Regions from separate parts of the Hordeum vulgare genome. Here all the other regions are linked to region 2. Evidence: chromatin contacts called from public Hi-C data. All regions are on one chromosome and are shown on one strand. The core of a region is the stretch at or near the end of the contact, and the rest is flanking DNA. Distances in the headings are between cores, read along the strand shown. Region 1 holds the start of LOC123425603 (protein FREE1-like). Region 2 holds the start of LOC123425610 (probable serine/threonine-protein kinase WNK1). Region 3 holds the start of LOC123425605 (cysteine-rich receptor-like protein kinase 10).

Region 1 (3,189 bases), core at 521-3,020, 620 kb after region 2:
ACGACGTCGACGTGGACGATCCCTCTCTCTCTCGCGCGCGTCCCTCTGCTGACGGAAAGCAGAAAAGAAACGATGCTGACGAGGAGGAAGAAGGAAAGGAAGCTGGGCCAAGCACTGGCGAAGGAAGGAAAGAAAGGGGGCGAGGCCCAAGTGGAGGAGGAGATCAGCCGGCCCACCTGGCTCCTCTGTAGCCGACCAAAATCAGAAAAGAAAAAGGGTTTTCTTTTGAAAAAATAAACATCACCGAAAATCAAAATACCTAGAGCAAACAGGGTTTTGAAAAATAAAATTAACAACACCTGGGGCATGAGGGAATTATGCCCTATTTAAATAAAATGCAAACCTGAATTTTTAGACAACTAAATTATAATCATAACGGGGTTTTAATATGCTGTTTTAAAATAAATGCCACCTCTCCAAAGTAAGATTTTAACCATGAGGGCTACCCCTCAATCACAAACAATATCCTATAATTAACTAACATTTTTAAAACAGGTTTACTCAAAGTTATTTCATAGGTTCATTTATTAAAGGAGAAAGGGTTTTGAAACCTTGATTGAAAACACCATATTTTGAAAAACCCCATAACATCAACACAAACACCTAGCACTCATAATCACATAGCACTCATGATAGATCAAGCAACAACAACACAATGGATGCCATGATGCAAGAAGGAGGCAAAATATAACATCCACATGGAATGATAACTCTTATGGCATTGAGAACAAGGTTCCAAAATAGGAAAGGATCCCAAAATGGCAAGGATTACATCTGGGGCATTACAGCTTCCTCCTTCAGCAGCGCCGCGAACGCTTCCTCGTCATCGCAGTCCATCGCCAAGACAAAACACCGAACACCAGGCGGGTGTGGCAGACACGCAACCGTTTGCGTGTCTGGAGCGACGGAAAAGCTCGCCCAAAAACCGAGGGCGAAGTCGCGGCGAACCCTCCCTTTCTCGGCGGGGAGATGGCCTTTCTAGCGGCGGTAGGCACGTGGGCGACGCCAGGATCGACATAGTGGGGAAAGGTGTGTTTCACGTGTGGGGTGGGGGGAGAATTTGGAGGTGGGAAAACGTTTTTCACCTGACAGTGCCTACCCACATGCCGTTTTCCATTCCGCTGGAGCCCCCAAGCGCACTAGGTTCGGCCTGGGATCGACGGGCCTAAAAATGAACCCAACCGGTGAAAATCGACATCCTGAGGGCGTGACTGGGAGGATTTTTCGGCGTCAACGAAAAAAACACGTCCGAGGCGTGACTGGAGATGCTCTTAACGGATGTGCAATTGTAGTTACTTTGTTGGAGCACAACTGGTTGAGCATTAGAAAAGCCATTTTTTGAACAATTGACGCTCTTTATATTTAGCAAAAAAAGTAAATTAAAGAGAGAATTGTTAGGGAACCACAATGAACTGCTCCACTACTTTTCTTTTTGGGCAAAACCACCCTCACTAATTAAATCATTAATTTTCAGTTTAAAAGGCATTAATTTTCAAATCCAATCCGGATCATGTGGGCCTTTAAGCTGACGGACATGCACGGCCCAATTCGATCCACACACCAGCAACCCGCCGTGTCGGGCGCGTAGTCAGAGCGGCAGACAAAACAACTCCCGCGAAAGGCGAACCCAATACCACCACAGCAACCATCGTGACCGTCCACTTCCACCCGCCGACGAGATCCAACGGCCGCCGCGCGCGGACACGCTCCAGCACTAACGCGTCAACCTCCGAAACGAATCCCCACCTTCTTTACCCTTTCTTCCCCTGCAAACAAACGCAATCGCGAAGCATCGAATCGGATCAGAGTTCGGGAAAAAAAAGCGAGAGGAAATCGCCGTCGCCTCTTGCGTTCCACCTCGCCGGCGATGCAGCACGGGAGCGGCGACTACGCCTCCCCCGCCCCCGCGGGCCACTACTACCCTCACCAGTACACGTCGCCGGGGCCGACCCCTCACCCCATCGCCGCCGACCCCCCGATCCCGGGGGGCTACGCCTCCGCGCCGCCCTACTCCGTCGGCGGCTACCCCGAGCAGCCGCCATCTGCCCCGTCCTACACGCAGCCGCCCCAGTACGCCGGGTACCCGCCCTACAACCCCACGCCCTACCCCCCGGAGCCCACGCCGGCGCCGTACTACAGCTACTCGCAGCCCACCCAGCCGGCTCCCGCAGCGGAACCCAGCCCAGCGCCGCTTCCCTATGACGCCCCGTACTACGGTGGAGGCTACCAGCAGCCTGCCGCTCGGTATGGCGACGACGATTACCTGAACGAGGGCGCGTATGCCTATACCGGCGACGCAGGCCCCGAGCCGTACGGCGCGCGCGGCACGGCGCCGACCCGGTCAGGAGCCGCGATGTTTGATGACTACGGCCGGTCGATTGGACTCTCGTCCGGAGGGGTGGAGCAGCCACACGGCGGCGAGGGCGGCAGTGTGGGTGGGAGCTTTGGGAAGATTGCGAGGGCTGTTCCAAAAGCAGAAACCCATGAGGATGCTAGTGGTGGTGCGCAGAAGTTTCGGGTTAAGCTGCTGCCAGAGGGTGCCGGAAGCCCCACCGATGTGCTTTGCCAGGTACAACTTCAGTAACGATAAGCTATCAGTTTACACATGTTAGGTGTATTGTTTCACTCCGAAATTATGATATCGTGCTGTGGTTTTGCAACATATATGTTACTTGTTCCAACTTCCATATTGATCACAAGGACTGTTATGATACATGAAATCTGTACTTATTAATTATTATATGCTATTGCAGGTTGGTCTGGATGGAATCCGCATGCTTGATCCCAGCACAAGCAGGACCCTAAGGATTTATCCCCTTGATACACTGACTAAATGGGAGGTGTGTTGGACAGCATTTTTGCAGAAGATTATGGTTATATTTTCTCATCAGTGATATGATACACAGCAGTGAGGGTATTCTAATGGTTGACACTCCGCTTATTTAGGTTTTGGATTCAACTGTATTTGCGATTTGGGCAAAGACTTCAGTAGATTTTGAAGCAAAGAGAATAAGGCTGAAGTCAAACAGCTATACTTCCAATACTTTGCTTGACACTGTGACAGCAGCAACAGTCCAGGTATTACACCACCACCATTCTCTTCTCACTATCCGTGAGTAGCCACCTAACTATATTGAAAACAGTGGAAATCCTTCTTCTCAATGCTCTAATGTCAGTATATTTTAGTTC
Region 2 (3,053 bases), core at 204-2,703:
TCCGTCACTGAGCGTATATACATGTTTGTGAGTGTCTCCATCTGTATTATATGTTTTTTAAAAACTATTATTTCTCAATGAAACCACATCCATTGATAATTATAAGGTAAGCATGGCAAATTATATAACTAACATCACCCGAAAATGCCAAATGGAGACCGTGCTCCACGAAGGCCTTAATTTGGAAACTTTAAAATTCAAACTCTTCTTTTAAAAAATTCTGAAAAATATATGTGTAACTAGATTCATGATGTACATGTGTGTAAATTTCAGGTCGAAACAAGTTAAAATGTGAGGTACAAAAAAAAACAAATTTGGGCTTTTAGCATATGTATTGTTCATCTTTAAATATCATGCTTTTTTGGGGGCAGCTCGAAATTCAAGGTATCTCATAATAAAATTGTACACACATACACATCGCATTCTTGTATACATGTTTATTTTTTTCATAACTTTTAAAACATAAATTTTGAATTTTGTTATTGTCAAAATTAAGGTCTTCATGATGCTCTGTCTCCAAATGCCCTACTCGACATCACCTACCTATATGATTAGCGGTGGATGAGGGTGAAGCTCATGTATGAGTTATTTTGTCCAATTATCCGGTTTCTTTAAACTGCTTACAAATTTTCAACGTGTTGGAAAATGAAGATGAACCCGGGTGCTCCTATCTAGGAGTACTATAGCTTTGAGCAACTTTCCATGGACATGAACGGAGCACCCCGCACCATCATGGCCCAAGTGAGTTCGCCGGGGGAGCATAGCGTTTAGCAGGGTTTGATCATCAATGGGGAGGCAAAACAAAGGGGCCGCTCTCGAACCATTTCGTTTTCTTCTCCGAAGTCAAAAAAGAGAGTCAGATTTGCGATGTCAAGGAGGAAAGCAAGAAAAACAAGAACCCCAGTAAATATTCAATTTTCTTGTTCAGTTTGCGCCAAGATCGTGGTTCCTAATCAGCTGTCCCTTTTTCCGGTTAAAGAGCTTCTCGACATAGTTTCTTCCCCCAGAGCTTCTACATTCATATATACAGTACTTTTCTGCGAGCGGTCGTTTTCGCCCATGGGATTGAACAACATTTGGGTCCAAACCAAACATGCTTTCTTGGAAAATCGGGCTGCCTTTTCTGAAAGGAATAAAAAACGCAGAGACCGGCCTGCATTTTTCTACTGTAATTCCAGTTCCTTTTAGAGACGATTGCGGTCTAATTTGTTTACACCGAATAATTGTGGATTAGTATATCGGCATGGAAGTGAGGCTAATTTGACCGTGTCATGATGGAATTGTAGTCTCACCCGACTAACCAACGACAGTATCTAGGATCCTGTCACCCCTAGTACGTACAGTACCACGTAGCTGGCCCAGCCCAGCAGGTAGCTTAGTAAATCTCATCTCTCGTGTGGAGTTAAAAACGGCAAGTTTATCTGCGGCTTTCCCATTGATCTAATCTACAATCTACAACTAAAGCCTCATCATCCCCACCCCCTCCTCCTTGGCTCCTTCCCATCTCTCTCTCTCTCTCTGCCCACACACACCATGTGTGCCCACATTTCCCTAAATAGGCCGCTCGCTCCCGCGCCGATCCTCTCCTCCTCCCCGCCCCCCTGCCCCTCCTCACTCCCCATCCACTCCTCCTAGCAGCGCGAGCGCGAGCGCGCCGGCGAGCCAGCAGCTGCCTCCCGGGCGGCGCGGAGCGGGTGCTTTCTTGCGCTGCTTCCGAGGCCGGAGCGAGCCGGAGATAGCTAGGATGATGGGCGCCAGGGCAAACGCCAGCGCCAACGCGGCCGACTGCGGGGAGTACGCGGAGCTCGACCCCACCGGCCGGTACGGAAGGGTACGGCGCCACCCCCACCACCACCAACAACCTCCCTCCCCCTGCTCCCCTCCTCCTCCTGCGGCCGTTTCTCGATACGTTACCCTGCCATGCCAGATCGCTGATCCGTTTGCTCCATGCTTCTTGCAGTATAACGACGTCCTCGGCAAGGGCGCGTCCAAGACCGTGTAAGATCCGCCGTCCTCTGCTCGCTCGCTCGCTGCTTGCTGTCGCTTCTTTCTTGTCCGCCTCGCGCCGCCCGAGCTGACTGCTGACGACGAGCGCCTGGTCTGGTTTCAGGTACCGGGCGTTCGACGAGTACCAGGGGATGGAGGTGGCGTGGAACCAGGTGAAGCTCTACGATTTCCTCCAGTGCCCCGATGACCTGGAGCGCCTCTACTGCGAGATCCACCTCCTCAAGACGCTCAAGCACAAGAACATCATGAAGTTCTACACCTCCTGGGTCGACGTCTCCGCCCGCCACATCAACTTCATCACCGAGATGTTCACCTCCGGCACCCTCCGCCAGTAAGCCGCACCAATCTCATCTAACTCTCTTTAATGCTCAATAAAGTTGTATCCTTGTACGCTCAATCTAAAGGAAATCTCCTTTTTTTCTGCCCAATTCTAGAAAGAAAGTAGTAGTAGTACGTATCTTCTGTTCTGTATGCCTAATTGATTGCTTGTGATTTGCTGGTGATTAGGTACAGGCAGAAGCACAGGAAGGTGAATATATGGGCGGTCAAGGACTGGTGCCGGCAGATCCTCAGCGGCCTGCTGTACCTACACAGCCACAATCCACCCATCATCCACCGGGACCTCAAGTGTGACAACATCTTCGTCAATGGTAACCAGGGTGAGGTCAAGATCGGCGACCTCGGCCTGGCCGCCATCCTCCGCAAGTCCCATGCTGTTCACTGCGTAGGTAAGCTTCGGCCGATTAGCTACCTAGCATGGAAAAATGGTGTTTTACGGTCCCAAATGATGATGGTTCTGTGGAAATTTGATGAGATTGGCGTGTCCGATTGTTTGGGCAGGTACGCCGGAGTTCATGGCGCCGGAGGTGTATGCCGAGGAATACAACGAGCTGGTGGACATATACTCCTTCGGCATGTGCGTGCTTGAGATGGTCACCTTTGAGTACCCGTATAGCGAATGCACGCACCCGGTGCAGATCTACAAGAGAGTGATCTCTGTAAGGAGTGCCTCTTGGATATTTTTTTAGCCATTTGCAGCTCTTGTG
Region 3 (2,912 bases), core at 363-2,862, 640 kb after region 2:
AGCTCGCCAACCAAGCCGACGGGACGAAGCTGAAGCGCAAGAGCAAGCGGACCAAGGCATACACGGCGGTCGAGGACAAGCTTCTTTGCGAGTGTTGGAGAGACATTGGGCAAGACCCCAAGACATGCGCCGAACAAAAGCATTCAACCTTTTGGATTCGTGTTCACCGTGAGTTCCATGAGCGCAAGAAGTTTTCGCCGTACCAAATAGTAAGCACGTGCGGGTGGGTGTCCATTTCAAAATGTTGGAGGGTGATCCAACAAGAGTGCAACAAGTTTTGTGCCACTCTTGAGAGCGTCAAGGCCCGTCCCATGAGCGGCATCGGCATGCAAGACATGGTATGCTAGCAAGCCGTCCTCTTTTTTGTGTTATCAAGTTTATGCTTGGGTGTTCGTTTGCATATCATTTTGCGAATATGCTTGCATGAAATACATTTGTAGGCATTTCAAGCTTTGGAGGCATTCAAGGTCCAACACAATGGCAAGTGCTTCAACCTCTCCCATTGCTTTAGGGTGATCAAAGACGAGGAGAAGTTCAAGGCGCAATATGTCGCCCTCAAGTCGCATGGTAGGAAGCAAGCCGTGAAGGAGGTTGGGGACGGTGAGAAGGCTGGACCACGGGGGAAGACCAACTCCAAGAAGGAGGACAAGCGGGATGTTAGAGATCGAGGCCGCCAACGCCAAGACCAAGGCCAAAGAAGTGGCTCTTGCGAGCATGATGACCGGGATGGAGATCATGAAGGTGGATCTCAACACCGTGTCGCCAAGGAAGAGGCCATGGCTCGAGAAGATGTAGGCCGACATGCTCAAGTTTGACGACAAGTGATCTATGGCGGCGAGCGCCATCTTTTTTGGATGCCGGCATGTGTGCTGGCATGACCAGGGGGGGCGCGATGGCGTGGTTGAACTCAAGTCCCATCCTTTTTGTGTGTTGGCATGTGTGCCGGCCGTCTGGCGAGTGCGCCAACATGAACTGTGGTGTTATTTTTTTAAAGCCGGCATTGTATGCCGGCATGAGACATGGCCGCTCGCATGATCGGCCGCGAGCCTTTTGAAAAAAAATGTTGATTGCGGGTATAAAATGGGTTGGCGCGTTGGGCACACCGTCGAAACAAATTTAAAACAGGGCGGACGCCGGGCGGGCGGCCGACCCAAACGGACAAATTCGCCGTCCGTTTGGGTCTGTCCGTTGAAGTTGCTCTAATTCACTTGATAAAATGCTTACAAGCTTGTTTGATGAATACGCCTTTCGTTCCTAAATATAAGATGTATTATTTTTTTTTAAAGTCAAACTTTTCTAATTTTGATCAAGTTTATTGATAAAAATATCAATGTTTAGAGTAACAAATAATTATCATTAGATTCACCATGAAATACGTTTCTATATTTTGCATTTTTAGTATTGTAAATGCTTATATATTTTGCTATAAAATTGATCAAACATAGATATACTTTAACTTTGAAAAACTAATACACCTTATATTAATTATAAGGAACGGAGGGAGTATATCGAAAACACCCCACCCCCACCCCACCCCCACACACCCACCAAAAAAATGCACGCGATCGAAATTAAAATCAGACCAAACCGCGTCTACTGACGAGGGCGGACCCAGGTGAAAGAACATGCTAGGCTAGCGACAGTCAAGTCAACCGATCATACAAATACCTCCTTGTTTCTTTCCTTTTGCTTTACATACATACTAGTGGGCAGTGGCACCGGCAGCAAGCAGTCTATTCATCTCAGATCTGAAGTTCATCCCCTCTCCCGGTGTTCTGTTCCCAGCTTGGATCCTTCATCGAGGACGAGGACCGTTCCTCTCCAAGGTCAGTGCACTTGACGAACTGCTTAATTATTCCCAGATACAGCTTTCTTGTGCATCCTTAGTCTGATATTGTTTAGCAACTTCCTTCCTTTGGTAAATTGCAAGTTGTGATTGATCGCATCGGCAGCTTCTTACATTATCAGCGATTAATGGCCACCGGAGGCGTAACCCTGGAGAGCCTACCGAACGAGCTACCATTAGACTTCTTGAACAAAATCACAAGGAACTTCTCCGATGAGCTACTACTTGGTCAGGGCGCATTCGGGTCAGTTTATAAGGTAGTACTATGATTTTGCCACAACTTTCTCTGTCAATTAAGAGGTTGACACGGGAAAGTGCCAAGGTAGATTAGTTTTATGTGACGTTAAACAGGGGATCCTGGACGATGGTGGGGTGGTTGCTGTGAAGAAACTCGCGGAAAATTCCCCTGTACCACGTGACACAATATTCGTGAATGAGGTTCAGAATATTATGGTGCTTGAACATGAAAATATCGTCAAGTTGGTTGCTTACTGCCGTGAGGCACAAAAAAAATTGGTGCAGAGCAACGGACGATATATTATTGCAGAGGTCATTGACACTGTACTCTGCTATGAATACTTGCCTAAGGGGAGCCTTCACAATAATCTTTTTGGTATGTCATACATCATGCACTATCCGAGCTATTATTTTTCATGTACCTTGTTCGGAGTTCTAGCATGACTTTGCATAAGTTTCCTCTATTTTTTGCACTGGTAATATACTGAGCAGAAAAGGATAACATCACACGTTATCAATAGAAGAATCCTGCTGTTGCTTTGGTGGACATTTTTCTCTTCACAAGATCTTTGCTGTCATTATTATTCTGAGATACTTATTATCATTTTTATCCAGCATCTTGGATAGCTTATGAAATTCTATTACATGTTACTTCAGGTGAATCCGGTAGCATTGATTGGGATACGCGCTTTAAAATAATAAAGGGAATATGTGAAGGTATACATTTTCTACATACCTTGCCTAGTCCTGTTCTCCATTTGGGTCTGAAGCCTCAAAATATACTACTGGGTGACAATATGAAACCGAAAATTGCGGATTTTGGTTTCTC

What was found. Hi-C and Micro-C count contacts between places; a contact is called where the count stands out from the background.
Region 1: a Hi-C map of leaf shows a contact between it and region 2, with 2.1 times the contacts expected there. The contact joins the promoter of LOC123425603 here to the promoter of LOC123425610 in region 2. A contact is called at or near these places in 3 of 6 Hi-C or Micro-C datasets (leaf and seedling).
Region 3: a contact with region 2 is called in a Hi-C map of seedling, with 10 times the contacts expected there. The contact joins the promoter of LOC123425605 here to the promoter of LOC123425610 in region 2.

What each region holds. Positions count from the first base shown.
Region 1 is chr2H:148,075,797-148,078,985 of MorexV3_pseudomolecules_assembly, reverse strand. It overlaps LOC123425603 (protein FREE1-like), which reads left to right and starts at 1,770. Exons shown (of 10, transcript XM_045109293.1): 1 at 1,770-2,569; 2 at 2,754-2,840; 3 at 2,947-3,078. The coding sequence starts at 1,868.
Region 2 is chr2H:148,699,031-148,702,083 of MorexV3_pseudomolecules_assembly, reverse strand. It overlaps LOC123425610 (probable serine/threonine-protein kinase WNK1), which reads left to right and starts at 1,453. Exons shown (of 7, transcript XM_045109304.1): 1 at 1,453-1,831; 2 at 1,961-1,998; 3 at 2,111-2,338; 4 at 2,515-2,735; 5 at 2,848-3,005. The coding sequence starts at 1,745.
Region 3 is chr2H:148,058,723-148,061,634 of MorexV3_pseudomolecules_assembly, reverse strand. LOC123425605 (cysteine-rich receptor-like protein kinase 10) reads left to right here and starts at 1,612. Exons shown (of 7, transcript XM_045109298.1): 1 at 1,612-1,826; 2 at 1,931-2,103; 3 at 2,198-2,459; 4 at 2,741-2,912. The coding sequence starts at 1,975.